5 separate regions of the Mus musculus genome follow, and all the other regions are linked to region 1. A link is a contact called in public Hi-C, HiChIP or PLAC-seq and promoter capture Hi-C data. All regions are on one chromosome and are shown on one strand. Each heading gives the region's core, a stretch centred on a gene start, on an enhancer-like site or on the middle of the called end of the contact. The rest is flanking DNA. Distances are from core to core; before and after follow the strand shown. Region 1 holds the start of Zfp868 (zinc finger protein 868). Region 2 holds the start of Mvb12a (multivesicular body subunit 12A). Region 3 holds the start of Use1 (unconventional SNARE in the ER 1 homolog (S. cerevisiae)). Region 4 holds the start of Myo9b (myosin IXb). Region 5 holds the start of Ccdc124 (coiled-coil domain containing 124).

What was found. Promoter capture Hi-C pulls out the DNA fragments that hold promoters and counts their contacts. Hi-C and Micro-C count contacts between places; a contact is called where the count stands out from the background. HiChIP or PLAC-seq counts read pairs in DNA pulled down with a chosen protein or histone mark.
Region 2: a contact with region 1 is called in a promoter capture Hi-C map of neutrophils, with 4 times the contacts expected there. The contact joins the promoter of Mvb12a here to the promoter of Zfp868 in region 1.
Region 3: a contact with region 1 is called in an H3K27ac HiChIP or PLAC-seq map of thymic regulatory T cells, with 14 times the contacts expected there. The contact joins the promoter of Use1 here to the promoter of Zfp868 in region 1. A contact is called at or near these places in 4 of 39 promoter capture datasets (liver, maxillary cranial neural crest and pre-B cells), 1 of 484 Hi-C or Micro-C datasets (B cells), 1 of 115 datasets of contacts at active chromatin or transcription factors (thymic regulatory T cells) and 1 of 9 other capture datasets (liver).
Region 4: a contact with region 1 is called in an H3K27ac HiChIP or PLAC-seq map of thymic regulatory T cells, with 8 times the contacts expected there. The contact joins the promoter of Myo9b here to the promoter of Zfp868 in region 1. A contact is called at or near these places in 4 of 39 promoter capture datasets (liver, neutrophils and pre-B cells), 1 of 115 datasets of contacts at active chromatin or transcription factors (thymic regulatory T cells) and 1 of 9 other capture datasets (liver).
Region 5: a contact with region 1 is called in a Hi-C map of B cells, with 5 read pairs. The contact joins the promoter of Ccdc124 here to the promoter of Zfp868 in region 1. A contact is called at or near these places in 3 of 39 promoter capture datasets (liver, neutrophils and pre-B cells), 1 of 484 Hi-C or Micro-C datasets (B cells) and 1 of 115 datasets of contacts at active chromatin or transcription factors (embryonic forebrain).

What each region holds. Positions count from the first base shown.
Region 1 is chr8:69,624,154-69,627,015 of GRCm38.p6, reverse strand. It overlaps Zfp868 (zinc finger protein 868), which reads left to right and starts at 1,468. Exons shown (of 5, transcript NM_172754.2): 1 at 1,468-1,581.
Region 2 is chr8:71,541,457-71,544,318 of GRCm38.p6, reverse strand. It overlaps Mvb12a (multivesicular body subunit 12A), which reads right to left and starts at 1,389. Exons shown (of 9, transcript NM_028617.2): 1 at 1,262-1,389; 2 at 1,088-1,186; 3 at 836-932. The coding sequence starts at 1,345.
Region 3 is chr8:71,365,876-71,368,737 of GRCm38.p6, reverse strand. Use1 (unconventional SNARE in the ER 1 homolog (S. cerevisiae)) reads right to left here and starts at 1,521. Exons shown (of 8, transcript NM_025917.4): 1 at 1,369-1,521; 2 at 1,045-1,094; 3 at 890-968; 4 at 627-779; 5 at 176-188. The coding sequence starts at 1,503.
Region 4 is chr8:71,271,358-71,274,219 of GRCm38.p6, reverse strand. It overlaps Myo9b (myosin IXb), which reads right to left and starts at 1,506. Exons shown (of 40, transcript NM_001142322.1): 1 at 1,391-1,506. It overlaps Haus8 (4HAUS augmin-like complex, subunit 8), which reads left to right and starts at 1,630. Exons shown (of 11, transcript NM_001163042.1): 1 at 1,630-1,936. The coding sequence starts at 1,908.
Region 5 is chr8:70,872,047-70,874,908 of GRCm38.p6, reverse strand. It overlaps Ccdc124 (coiled-coil domain containing 124), which reads left to right and starts at 1,419. Exons shown (of 5, transcript NM_026964.3): 1 at 1,419-1,450.

The DNA.
Region 1 (2,862 bases), core at 219-2,718:
ACAACCACTCTGTAAATCAGTTTGGCAGTTCCTCGAAAATTGGACATAGTATTACCTGAGGACCCAGCTCTACCACTCCTGGGCATATAACTAGAAGATACTCCAACATGTAAGAAGGACACATGCTCCACTATGTTCATAGCAGTCTTTTTTATAAGAGGTAGGAGTTGGAAACAACCCTGATCCCTGATTTGAAGATTTGATCCTTCAAATCTGGAATGGATTCAGGAAATGTGGTACATTTACACAATGGAGTAGTACTCAGCTATTAAAAACGAATTCATGAAATTCTTAGGCAAATGGATAGAACTAGAAAATATCATCCTTAGTGAGGTAACCCAGGTGCAAAAGAAAACACATTTTATACACTCACTGATAAGTGAATACTAGCTCCAAAGCTCCAAATAACCAGGATACAAGTCACAGACTGCATGAAGCTCAGTAAGAAGGAAGAACAAAGTATGGTTGCTTCGGTCCTTCTTAGAAGGAGAACAAAATATTCACAGGAGCAAATATGGAGATAAAGTGTAGAGCAGAGACTACAGGAAAGGGCACTCAGAGTCTGTCCCACCTGGGGATTCATCCCAAATACAGTTACCAAACCCAGACACTACTGTGGATGCCAAGAAGTGCATGCTGAAAGGAGCCTGATATGGCTATCTCCTGAGAGGCCCTGCCAGATTCTTACAAATACAGAGATGGATGTTGGCAGCCAATCATTGGACTGAGCATGGGATTCCCCAATAGAGGAGTTAGAGAAAGGACTGAAGTAGAGGATGGCCTTGTCATGCATCAATGGAAGGAGAGGTCCTTGGTCCTATGAAGGCTCGATAGATGCCCCAGTATAGGGGAATTGATGGCTGGGAGGTGGGAGTGGGTGTGTGGTTGGGTGGAGTAACACCCTCATAGAAACAGGGTGAGGAAGAATGTAATAAGGTGTTTCTTGGAGGGAGGGAAACCGGGAAAGGGGATAACATATGAAATGTAAATAAATATCCAATAAAAAAGAAAAGAAAAAAAATGGCTTTAGGCACATTGACTGAGGCGGACTACGAGTTTGAGGCTCTTGTACACAATAAAGGAAGAGTCTCAACAAAAATATTCTGAAGAAGCTATGGTACAGTGCCCCCTGAACTGTCATCACCAAACACTAGTTTGGTTCTTTCAGCGGACTTGTCCCTAGGTAAGTCAGAGTCACAAAACTGGCCTGACATCGTTAACTATTTTCACTGGTCAGGGTCCTGGAATCATTCAGTAGGGCACACCTAGAGGTACACAAGAGCCATGAACCTATGTTGACACCTGCTGGCCACCGCAACACTAAACAATGGGCTCTAGACTCACAGCCTAAGGAACTGCAAGAGGAGCTACTCCTGTCACTCAGATCACCTAGAGCAGTTCTAACCAATCAGGAGCTACAGACAGGTTGTCCAATCAGAAGCTTCTAGGAGGCGGGGGGGCGGGTTCTTTTCGGCCGCCATGTTAGCTAAAGGTTCTTCACCGAAACTGAGGAAAGCCGTTGTGGGAGCCAGTGCTTGGAGCTGTGTGGGGGAGCGCGGGTGAGCTCGGAGCCTGGCAATGGTGAGCGAGGGCCGCTGTCCCCTGATGGGAGGAGCGGCCGGCTGGGCTGCGGGAGCCGGGGTGGTGGGTCCTCCCTGGGGTTGGGGCAGTGAACGCGGGGACGTCGGGGCTGCGACCTGGGCCTCCGCCTGCGGTCCGTAGGTACTTCCGCCCTGATCCTCTTGGCGTCAGCGCTGAGCGGGAGGTCCCGCCCTGCGGGGGGCGGGGGATGGGCGGAAGCCAGTACGCGGATGACGTCACGATCCGGGCTGGCGGGGACGTCCTGCTTTTGGTGGTGCGCTGAAGGCTGCTTGCTAGACTAAGGCTGTCTAGGTTCTTTGTGCTGTCTTCGAGAAGTTCTGAACTTTGCTTTCCACATGTAAGTGTGGCAACCTCTTTAGGTTAATTTTACGACATTTGTAAAGTCCAGTGAGTTTCTTTGCAAAGATGTTTAAAACCAGCTCTGGGAAAGATGACTTGTCTCCTTGAATTTATTTTGTTCTTCGGTCAGACATCCTTTGATTATATTTTTGTTTTTATTTCTGCTTATGCATTTGTGGGCTTGTTAATTTTTCTTCCCTCAAATAGTGCATTGTTTTGCGTACCGAGGTTCGCCGAGAACTGTTAGTCAGGAAGCATTGTAGTCGATTCTTCTGTATTGTGTTCACCATTCTGGTCCTTTTCTTCATTTCCACACAACCTTTATTTCTTGTTTATTTTAGCATTTTTATTGGAAGTATGTTGAACTACTAGTTTAAACTGAGAACATGAGCATACTATGCTAGAAATAAGATAGACACATTTGTATCTCCCCAAAGTATCAAATATTTTTGAATAACAATAAACTTAAAAGGTTTTGATGGCAGCAATTTGCCAAGTGATTTCACTTACATTTGTAATTAGGACAAGGTTAATGTGGGTTTTATTCTAGTCTTTTTTTTTTAAGATTTATTTATTTTATGTATGTGAGTACACTTTCGCTCTCTTCAGACGCAATGGAAGAGAGCATCTGATCCCATTACAGATGGTTGTGAGCCACCATGTGGTTGCTGGGAATTGAACATAGGACCTCTGGAGGAGCAGTCAATGCTCTTAACCACTGAGCCATCTCTCCAGCCCTTCTTTTAGTTTTAATTGTTAATATTAATTCTCATGTCAAAGCACACAGTATATCTCTGCATATATTTAGTTTATAAAATGAATACTTAGAAGTAGGCTGAGAGAAATGTAGGTAGAGTTTGTCCTGATATGAAAAGGAACTCAAAACAATTGTGCCACAGGGAGCGAGCCTTTGATGAAGTC
Region 2 (2,862 bases), core at 140-2,639, 1.9 Mb before region 1:
GTCTCCACACTTTGCAGATTACAAGGGGCTGGTCACAACGGCTCAGTCCCACGAATCCATGGGACTGAAGCTCTGGCCAGCTGAGGCTACACATTGAGACCCTGTCCCCCCAAACCAATTAAACACTAAGTCAAGAGACAGCTGCAAAAGGAGGATAGGAGAATTTGTGGACGCCTCCTCTGTCTGCACACTGACCTGACCCTCTGCACGGCAGCCTGCCAGCGGTCACTAAAGACACCGAGAGAACCAAGCACCATCGGGGAGGCGGGCAGCTGGGTCAGGCAGGGGAGAAGGGAGAGGGGAGGCTGAGCTATGCAGAGAACAGGGGAAGCCAGTTCCAGGTGGACTCGCAGTGCAAGAGCCTGGAAAGGAAAAGAGAATGGCCAGGAGGACTCACTCCGCCACAGAAGCAGAGGACAAGCAGCAGGGACCAGTGGCAGTGAGGAAGAGGGTGGGTATGCCAAAGACATCTGGGGTGGTTGTTGTTTGTTTAGGGGCGGGGTTTCATGTAGTGACAGGTATGCCCCACTATGCTCAAATTCTTAGGAAGAGCTGAGGCAAGGTCTCATTCTGTAGCCCAGGCTGGATACAAAGCTGCCTCAGCCTGAATGCTAAGACAGGTATGTGTCAACTATTTAATTCTGGAGTAGTGGGTTGAGATAAAGGCCTCACTCTGTAGCCTAGGCTGGCCTTGAACTCGCCACCATCCTCCTGCCTCAGCTTCCGGAGCTCTGCATTTACAGGTTGTGCCTTCCTGCTCAGCTAAGTCCTATTCCAAACATACACTAGCAGCCGTTCCCTGTGCCTGCCGCTCTCCCGTGCCCACGGATCTTACTGATATCCTGAGGGTCGTTGACTGCAGAGAAGCCTGACGGCAGTGGGCCCTTGTCCATCACGATCTGCATGTCCACTACCACATTGTCCTGAGGGTTCTGGGAGCACGAGAGGGGGCAGGTGGAAGGGGGCAGTCAGAGGGGAGGGGAAAGGTCAACGGTATGAGCAGTAAGGGTGGGAGAGAGTTGGAGAAGGGTCGAGGATGGCAGGGCGAGGGGCGGGGCAAACTCAGGCTCAGGCCACCCGTGCTCACCTCCGGGATGCCCAGCGTGCTCAGGCACAGGAAGTAGCCGGCTTTCTGCGCGAAGCCTCGGCCGAAGCTGGCCGTCCCGCCCTCCACGGTGCAGGTGATCTGCGGGACGCACAGGTCATCGGACTTCGTCCCCTTCCTGGCCCGTCCCCGCAACCCTTGCGCGCTCCCACTTACCGCGCTGAAACCCGGCGGCGGCGGCGCCGAGGCCGACGACCAAACCAAGCCAGCAAGCGGCGCCGAGTCCGTCCCGGGATCCATCCTTCCTGGGAGCTCAGAAGGCAGCTACAGCCCTCGGAGGGACCGGAACCTCGGACTACAACTCCCAGAACACCTTTGAAAGTGCTCCGCAAAGCAGCTAGTACGCATGCGCAAGCACTGCTGACCAGTCCAAAGTAACCGTGGAGACCCGCCCTCTGGACGCTTAAGATACGTTTGCGGAAAAAAGATTAGAACTCCCGCCCCTAAATCACTACCCAGTGTGCGGAGGGGGCGTTCACTTTCCGGACGGGACTACATTCCCCAGAATGCTGTGCGGCATCACCCTGTGACTCCTGCCTTCTGCAAGGAAACTTAACTGGTCTGGAGAGGAGGCCTGGTAGATATAGCCTGTCATTTCAGGGACTTAAAGAGGCGCATACAAGATGGTGAAAAAACCATACGAGATAGTTAGACTGATAACCAGTCTAATTAAGCCAATTAAAACTAAACGAGTAGCCGGGCATGGTGGCGCACGCCTTTAATCCCAACACTTGGGAGGCAGAGGCAGGCAGATTTCTGAGTTCAAGGCCAGCCTGGTCTACAGAGTGAGTTCCAGGACAGCCAAGGCTACACAGAGAAACCCTGTCTCGAAAACACCAAAAACACCAAACAAACAAACAAACAAACAAAAAAACCTACACGAGTCCTTTAATAATAGCCACATGTAGAGTAGCCAGAGCTTAGGGGTACAGCATTTTTAAAAGCAAAACACTTAAGAACCACAATTGTATCATTATCAGGGTCTTGAGTAACCTTGTAACATCCGTCTTTTTTGCAGAGATTGCAGTATTTTCCAGACACAAGACAATTATTTATGATTTACACTTCCTGTAGTTATTTTAGGTTTAGGTTTTAGCTAACACAAACATTGTCGTTAATACATCTAGACATGGTCAGGGACAAGGATAGTCCCCAGACTGTTGCCAAGACAGGTGTGGCTATTAGTGCGTGGGAGACTGAGAGTGTCTAGGCAGACACAAGTCAGTCAGAACAAGAAAGTGATGCCTTAATCATTTCTATTGCAGGAATTCGAGGTCTACCTGGGCTACAGGATACCCTGCTTTAAACAAACAGACAACAAACAAACCCCAACAAAACAAAAAAAATACTTTAAATACTAGCAAAAAGGAAATGAACCAAAAAAAGAAAAAAATAGAGTAGAAAGAAGAAGTTTGAAACACTTTCTGTTCTAGGATTTTGACCAAAGAGATCATTGTGGCTATGCAGCTGTTGACTTAAATAACAAATAATATCGCCCTGGAGGCCAGTTCACTAGCAAGCTAGGGGTTTCGTTGTTGTTCTGGTTATTTTTGTTTGTTTTGGTCGGTTGGTTTTTGAGGCAGGGTCTCTCAGGTAGCCCTGGATAGCCTAGAACTCACTATGTAGACTAGGCTAGCCTGCAACTCACAGAGATCTACCTGCCTCTGTAAGCTTTATGGTTCTTTTAGAGTGAGGGACCCTCTTTCCTATGGGCCTGCAGGTGGAATGTGGAGCTTCCACCCACGAGTACTACTTTA
Region 3 (2,862 bases), core at 272-2,771, 1.7 Mb before region 1:
TGGTCCCAGATCCCTCTCAATGGCCTAGCACTGTGCTGGGAACCATCCTCTTTCTCAGCCTCCCCTCAGGCAAAGATGACCCTGGGACCTCTTCCTGGGCTGGGAAAAATCAAGGGGGATGGGCAGGCATGAGGGCTGTGGGGTGGCAGGAACAGTCATGCTCAGCATGTCTCACCTCCAGATGGTTCCTGTGGGGAGGAGAGAGGAATGAGGCCATGCTCTTTGATATCTTCCCTAAATCTCTCTCTGCTTTGGGCTGACTCATGTAAAGCTGTGGGGCCAACTCTGGGGTTTAACCAGATGTGGTCCATTCTTCTTTGTTTTGCTAATTTTTTTTAAGACAGAGTTTCTCTGTGTAGCCCTGATTACTGGACTTATTCTGTAGAGCAAGCAGGCTGGCTTTGAACTCACAAAGATCTGCCTGCCTCTGCCTCCTCAGTGCTGAGGTTTAAAGACGTGTACTACCACCACCCAGCCAAATTCCTCTTCTTGAGCACAGTGCCTTCCTGGGGAAGCCTTGCCTAAGGCCCACTAGAGTTTGTGGTATTATTCCAGTCTTTCCCCTCTGAAGACTACTCTTTTTGCTATCCAGAGGTTGGTCCCAAGTACAAGGGAGGGAATCGTACCATGCCCAACAGCTCACTCCGCATCTCACTGGTGTAACGTGCCCTAGACTGCAAATGTACAGTCTTGGTGGCAGGCACCCGCTCCTTGGCTGTGGTGGGCACGCGGCCAGGAGCCAGGAACTGGTTAGCTAGAGCTTTTTCAGAGGAGGAGGTCTGAGGAGACATAGGAAGGGGAAGACGAGTTACTGGGGGGCTGTGCCCTGGTCCTAGGGGCTGTGGGGAACTGAGTGAGGCCCGCCTGAGGGATGGGAGGGCAGGCTCACCAACTTCTCGGCCTGCAGCATGCCCTTCAGAAAGTCCACTTTGCGGGAGTACTCGCTGATCACTTCTGAGGCCGGTTTACTGAAAGGCAGCAGGAAAAAGTTAGTCTGCTGCTGTGCCGTCGTAGGAGGTGGTGACTCGGTGCCCCCACACTCACCTTGCTTGAACTTTCAGGGCCTGCAGCATGTCTTCCAGGGCACCCACATACTGGGAGGGAAGGTATGGTGTCAGCCAAGCCAGTGGCCCAAGGCAGGAGCAAACCAGGGAGAGGGGTGGGACCCGGAGAGGAGTCAGAGAGGGGAGGGGACATAAGCGAAGACCTAGAATTGAGAGGGCGTGGCCTGTGCGTGAAGCTGTAGGGAGAAAACTAGGACGTCAGGGGTTACGCACGAGGGGCGTGTCGCCGCGGACCAGAAGGAGCGGAGACAGTGGCCTGTGGAGTTGGTTCGCAGGCCTTTGCGGCGGCGTGGGAATCCCTCACCTTCTCCAGTCGCCACTCGTCCGGTTCTCGTTTTTCTGCCGCCATCGACTCACAGCGACAAAGCAGCCGTACCAGGTTCAACTCCAACCGCGACGTCGCCAGCGGGCGATGATAGGCTCCTTCCGCCTGCGCCATCTTAGAAAAGGGCGGAAGTGCCTGAGTGAGGTCCTTCCCCTCCGAGGTCCGCCCTGCTACGCTTGGGACGGAAGTAGAGTTTTATTTCAAGCCGCAGTTTATTCAAAGATAAATCGTTTTCGTCCCTGTCTCTTTTTAAAATGATGGTCTTGATACCTGGCCTTTTTCGTTTTTTGAAGCAGAGTCTCTGTAGTCCATGTAGGCCCTGAACAGCCGATTATGTCCGGCGAGAATTCGTTGAAAGGACTGGAAAAGCCATTCCTCATCTTCCCTCGCCGGTCATTGCATTCCGCTTGTTCACCTCGCCTCTGCGCGCGCAGTGCACGTGTTTTCTACCTCTGTAGCGGGAACCTTGACCTGGGGTCTCCCCCGACCCTGCTTGATGACGTGTCAGTTGGGCGTTTCCATCTGGCCGGACCTGCTAGTTTCCAGTCCTGGCTGCCAGCATCCTGAGCTTTAATAAATCATGGTCCATGGCCCCCCCTTCCCTAGCTACCAGCAACTCTCTTTCATTTTAGGTTACATGTAGTCGGCTACATGATCGAGGCCCCGAAGGATGGAGAATATTGTACCTCCCGAAGAACTTAGCCAATGAGAAATTCAGGGATCAGGGAATGAATGCCATGAGGATTATAAAACAAGCCAGGATGCCCTGGAGCTGGATTTACCGTGGTTGTGAACCAATATTAGGTTTACCTCTTTCACTCGCATGTAACTTATGAGCATTAGAAATGCTAGACAAGCCGTCTCAGTCCACGTTTTTAGAAAAGATGCCTGTGACTCCGGGGATCTGACACCTCTGATTTCTTCACGTTTCATATGCACACACCAACACACAATTAAACATAACATTTTAACCTGGGCAGGGTGGTGGTAGGGTTTTAATCCTAGCACTCAGGAGAAAGAGGCAGGTGGATCTTTGAGTTTGAGGCCAGCTTGGTCTACAGAGAGAGTTCCAAGACAGCCAGGGCTACACAGAGAAACCCTGTCTCTAAAAAACTATTTAAACCTTAAAAAACAAAAATGATACTGGATCCCCGAGCACTGGAGTTATGGTGACTGTGAGGGCCATGTGATGCTGGTAATTGAATACTGAGCCTTGTTGCTTGTGGTTTGAATCAAAATGAGCCCATAGTAAACCACAGGCAGTGGCCATATTGGAGGAAGTACACCATGGGGTGGGGTGTGCTTTGAGGTCTCAAAAACTAGGCCTACTGGAATACAGTCCTTTTCCTGCTGCCTGCTGATTCAGATATGGACTCCTCAGCTACCTCTGTCTGAGTGTCACCATACTTCCTGACATGACAATGATGGACTAAACTCCTGTGAACCAGCCCCCCCCGCCCCCCAATTTTTCCT
Region 4 (2,862 bases), core at 257-2,756, 1.6 Mb before region 1:
AAGCAGGAGAAAAAGTGTGTCATGCATAGGAAAGTTCATGTCCTTCCTGGGGTCTCAGGACCAAAAAGTCTTCGATATTCCAAGGGGCATGACTTGCACCGTGTGCCCTTGGGCAAGCTAAGTTGAAAGATTTCTTCCAGAACATTCTTGAAGTGAATGGGGCAGTCATGTCTCTAAGGCTTCCTTTATATCCAGATTCCTGTACCAAATGGAGCTCTAAACCTGGCCTCCTTTCAGCAAGCACACAGCAGACAGGGAATACTGGTAAGGGGGGGGGGGGAGAAAGTGATGCCAATCAAAACCAGGCAGCTCCAAGGCCTTGTAGGAGCAGAGAGGCCGGTGACAATAACTTTATAGTTGCTCATGCCACCTCCAGCCATTCCTTGACACCTTAAGATACTGAAGTCTCAAAGACTAGACAATACCCAACAAGGTAAGGAGATACAACCTGAGGGGCTGCTAGGTGGATGTCTTAAAGTGCTGGAAAATGAGCCAAAGAGGCACAAAAGGACTCCCCTATAAAGCCTTGGGAGTTAGGGTCCCTAGAAAAAGAAGGGAGGGTTTGTTGGCAGCTGTGACTCCACGGGGCTGAGATCTCTGCCACCGCTGAGGTATACATTTCCTGTAAGTCATTTAAAAACAAAAAACAAAAAACAAAAAAACGTTTAAGTCCAAGGATGTGACTCTCTTGAGAGAGTGGCTTCCACCCTACCGGCTCCCTTTCTTCTGAAACGCAGTTCGGGTGTCAGAACCCCACCCCCACCCCGCAACCTCCTCTAGAGTCCAGCTACTCTTTTCTTGAGCAGAAAGTGATGTGCCTATCAAAGCAGAGAGAGAACCCAGAGGGCGCTGGGACTCGCCCTGGCGGATCACCCAGCTGTCCGGGAGTGAAGTCAGGAAGAAGATGAATCAAGAGGGGAAGGCGGGGGCGAGTCTCCAGAGGCTGCACCCCGTCATCTCCCTTTCCTCCTCCTCTCCACTCCTCCGGCCCTCTGAGGAACTGTTTTTGCGTGTCTTTCCAGGCCCACTCTTTTAGACGTTCCAGCCCCAACAGTGGGTTGCCACAGACCGTTTCCCATTCTCTGAGAGCCCGGCGCCTCTCTGACACCCTAGGGCTCAGACCGCGAGTGCAGAAGTCCCTTTCCCTAGCACGGCCCCTCGGCTCCGCCTTCCTGGCCTCCCCCGTTTCCTGAGATCCCCCCAGATGCCACCTTAGCCACGTCCTCTCCTCAGCCGCCGCTGAAAGACGCGGTAAGCCCGCCAGTCTCAACCCCCTCAGCGTCCACGCGTCCCCCAGGCCGCATCCTGCCCTCACGTCCCACGACTTCAGGAGCAACCCGGTGCACAACCCCGGCTCGGGTCTCCACTCACGGCCGCCGCGAGAACTTACCTGGACCTCGGGCCGCTGCGCGCCACCGGTCCCCGGCCAGCCTGCCCGCTGCTCCCGGCCGCCCCGCCCCGAAGCGACCAGCCTCGCCCGCCGCTGCACCGTGCGATTTCACTTCCGGGTTCCGGAGGCGCTGAGTGGGCGGGCGCCAACTCGTCGGAGAGGCGGGGCGACTCGAGGTCCCGCCCCATCTAAAGGCGCGCAGCGAACGCCCTCTGCGGTTGGTGCATTCCAGATGCTAAGTGTTCCACAGCTGAGAGGGGCGGGCGCTATGATAGTCACGCCCCTCCCCAGCAGTATTTTAGCCCGCTCAGGTTGGTGCCGGAAGCCCACACGTCTGAGGGACACCTTGGAGCCACGCCCTTTTTCGGCGCTCTTGGCCAGGCTGAACGAACTGTAGCAAGCTTGGAGCCCGCCCCGCGGCTCGCGTGAAGAGAGCACCCTCCGGCTTCCAGCACTACTCCCTGCCTCCTAGCGGGCGGGACCCTGAGACGCTTGCCTTTGAGTGGAAGGCGGGAGAATGGCGGATTCCTCAGAACGGGACGCAGGGTGAGTTGGGATCTCAGAAGGGCGGAATTTAGGGGCTCCTGTGGGTTGGCCAAAGACCAGATCCTGGGCTCACAGGCAGCGGAGCTGGAGAACTGGGATCTTATGAGCCAATGCCCGAATCTCTCCCAGACCAGAAGCCCAGGCTCTGAGCCGCTTCGGTGCGTGCTGGGGAGCTGGGGTCCCAGATGCAGTTCAGAATTGGGGTTGTGCGTGGACTTTGGTGGACATTCTCTCTTTTTCCCCTTGGAGACAGTGGTGTTTTTTGTTTTTTGTTTTGTGTGTGTGTGTGTGTGTGTGTGTGTGTGTGTGTGTGTGTGTATGTGTGTAGCTGATCCGGAGCTCTGTAGACCAGTCTGGCCTTGAATTCACAGAAATCTGCCTGCCAAGTGCTGGGTTCAAAGGCATGTGCCACCACCACCTAGCCTTCCTTTTTTTAAAGGAAAAACGTGACCCTACATGGTAGCACGACTTTAGTCCCAGCACAGACCTTTTCCTAGGCCTCAGGAGCTCTAGGGTTGCTTGTCGCACTCCCCTTTAGCCCTGACTCACTACACCCATGGGTGTTTGCTTAAGAGTCTGAAGGATGAGGGTCACGGGCTATTGTGACTGTATACAGCAAAGGACACTCTGTGAAGGTCAAGTGGGTGAAACAAAGGCTCTTGCCACCAAGCCTCATGATCTTATTTTGATCCATGGGTTTCATATGGTGAAAGTAGATAACTGATGTACTGGCCAGTTTTGTGTCAACTTGACACAGGCTGGAGTTATCACAGAGAAAGGAGCTTCAGTTAGGGAAATGCCTCCATGAGATCCAGCTGTAAGGCATTTTCTCAATTAGGGTCAAGGGAGGAGGTCCCCTTGTGGGTGGTGCCATCTCTGGGATGGTAGTCTTGGGTTCTATAAGAGAGCAGGCTGAGCAAGCCAGG
Region 5 (2,862 bases), core at 170-2,669, 1.2 Mb before region 1:
TTTTTTCCTGTGATCCTCATACAATTGGAACCTATTCATAGCAACAGAAGTACTGTGTGCTGGGCTCAACAGGAGGCCATCCTCCTCTGGGGTCCGTGCAGTCACTGCAGAGGCTGATCACCTGCAAAAGGCCCAAGAAAGCCAACATTAGCAGTCCACAAACTGAAACACCACGCCGAGAGTTGTGTGCCTTTCCTTTTGTGCTTCTCAAAGTCCACCACACGGACGGGGAGCCAGCTCCGGCTGCTGTTAGGGTGAGGATGGGGCAGCGCCTCTTCCCGCAAAGCCATCTTTCCTGCTCTGCATTCCCGCTCACAGTAATAGACTCCTCGAACTGAACCTTCTGCTTTCTTTCCTACAGGGCCATGCCTGCCATTCCAGCGCCTGGGACAATGAGGCAGGGGGACCAGTTCAGGGTCATTCACGGCTCCAGAAACTCCAAGGATGACCGGATGTGGCAGTAACTGTGTCAGAGATGCACAAAATCCTAAGTATTGCAGACTAAGATGAAGTTAATCGTCAATGAAGCAACAGAAGCATCAAAAAAGAACTAGGGGAGGGGGGAGTAAAGAAAAGCAAAAGATTAAGCAGTGCCAGTCGGCTTCAGCAACAAGGCGGGGGCTGACTCGGGCAGCAGCGGACGCCGAGCAGCTGGGATCTCTCTGTGTAGCCCTGGCTGTCCTGGAACTCACTCTCTGTAGACCAGGTTGGCCTCGAACTCAGAAATCCGCCTGCCTCTGCTTCCCGAGTGCTGGGATTAAAGGCGTGCGCCACCACCGCCCCGCGCCGGCTTGTGATTTATTTAGCAATTCAGTTATGTTCAATTATTTTTGAGATAGTGTCACTTTCGGCCTAGGTCTGCAGTCAGTCCTTCTGCTTCGGGCCCCATAGTGCTGGAATGAATGACACCATGACGGCCATGTCGGTTGCATTTAGTCTAATCCAACTTCTACTCCGTCTGACCCTCAGTTTCCCGACTCAGACAGGGCAAGGGATGTCTTCTCACTTTTGCCCTGAGTTGGAGGAGCCATTGGCCTGACAAAGAGCCCAGAGCAGCCAGGCCCGCACCCCGGGTGGGCCACTGACGCCCCCTGGTGGCACAGCAACCACATCCCGGCCGTCGCCACAGGGCTGGGGCCGGCCTCCCCATCTTTTCTCCGGGCAGCGGCCATCTTGGTGAGGTCACCGTTATGGAGTTTAGCGTTTATCTTCCGTTTTTGTTCACCAATATCTGAGATGGGCCGATAACGTGTTATTCTTGAAAACATTTTGCTTGGAAAGAAGGAGAGCTGGCAACACTGGTTTAGTATTTTGGCTCAGAGAAAAACTCCTACAGACTCTACCAAGATGGCGGCATTCGAGAACGTCATGAGTAGAGCGCCACCGAAAGTTGAGTACGCAGGCGCGGCGACGTCATTGACACGCGACCGAGCCGGTGCCGGGGGAAGAGGTAGGAACGGCTGTGGCGCGGGCGGAGCCGGGTTGCGGGGCACGCTGGGCGGGCGCGGCTCGGCCTGGGGGTCCTGCCGGCGGGAAGGCGGAACTGGAGATGGGGTGCCCGGTGGTGGGTGCTCCCAGCGCGCAGGCGCAGAAGCTCGCGGGGAGTTCAGCCAGTTTCCGGCCCAGGTCGAGCCGGGAGGGCTTCCTGGAGGAGGAGGAGTAGGAGTTTTCTGTCACTTTCCTCCTGCCGCGCGGCCTGGCAGTCATGGGGAACCACGTAGGCACTTTTCGAAGGGGATTATTTAGAGTCCTGGGCTCATTTTGTAGTCTAGGCTGCCTCGAACTCAGTGTAATTCTCCTACTTCAGCATTGCTAAGTGCTGGAATCACAGGCGTGGGCCCACGATGCCCGGCCTCGGACCCTAGGTAGGTCCGGAAACTGAGGTGGTGGTGCGGATCTGATCAGGTCCCTAGTGAGGAGGGTCCTTTGCTGTCCGTGCTCGCGGACTCCTTAATGCCCCCAACTTGCTGATGACGATGGTTTGTTAAATGACATATATACAGTAGACATTCAGTCAGGAAGATTCTGAGTTCCAGGATAGCCTGGGCAAGATACCGAGGCTCTTTCTGGATACAAATGACTCCGGATACCCACTCCACACCCACACACCCACAACGCCACCACCAAATGCCTTAAAGAGAAATTTCCGGTCTGGGAACGTCAGGAGCTCTTGGTCGGCCTTCTCTGGTGCTACACCTGAACTGGTTTCTTTCTTTCTTTCTTTCTTTCTTTCTTTCTTTCTTCCTTTCTTTCTTTCTTTCTTTCTTTCTTTCTTTCTTTCTTTCTTTCTTTCTTTCTTTCTTTCTTTCTTTCTTTCTTTCTTTCTTTCTTTCTTTCTTTCTTTCTTTCTTTCTTTCTTTCTTTCAAGATTTATTTATTATATGTGTGTACACTGTAGCTGTCTTCAGACACTCCAGAAGAGGGCATCAGATTTTTGTTACGGATGGTTGTGAGCCACCATGTGGTTGCTGGGATTTGAACTCAGGACCTTTGGAAGAGCAGTCAGTGCTCTTAACCACTGAGCCATCTCACCAGCACCCTGGTTTGTTTCTTGAGGGATGCTCTGTATGGCCTAGGCTGGCCTGGAGCTTAGAGGTATCCACCTGTCCCAGCGTGGCAGCCATGCCTCTAGTCCCAGCCAGCCTTGCCCTGAAGTTTCAGCAGGAGTTTATTGGGTTAGAAGAGAAACATGAGCCCAGCATAATGCTGCATGCCTGTCATCCTGCTGAGGCAGGAGGATGGAAAGTTTCAGGCTGGGTGTGAGGTCCTGAGGGCAGGGCTGGTGGGTGTATTTGAAGGCTCAAACGAGGCAGGTGTGCCTCTCACAGGGAAGACCTAGTGAGGAGCTTGGGAGTCAGGGAC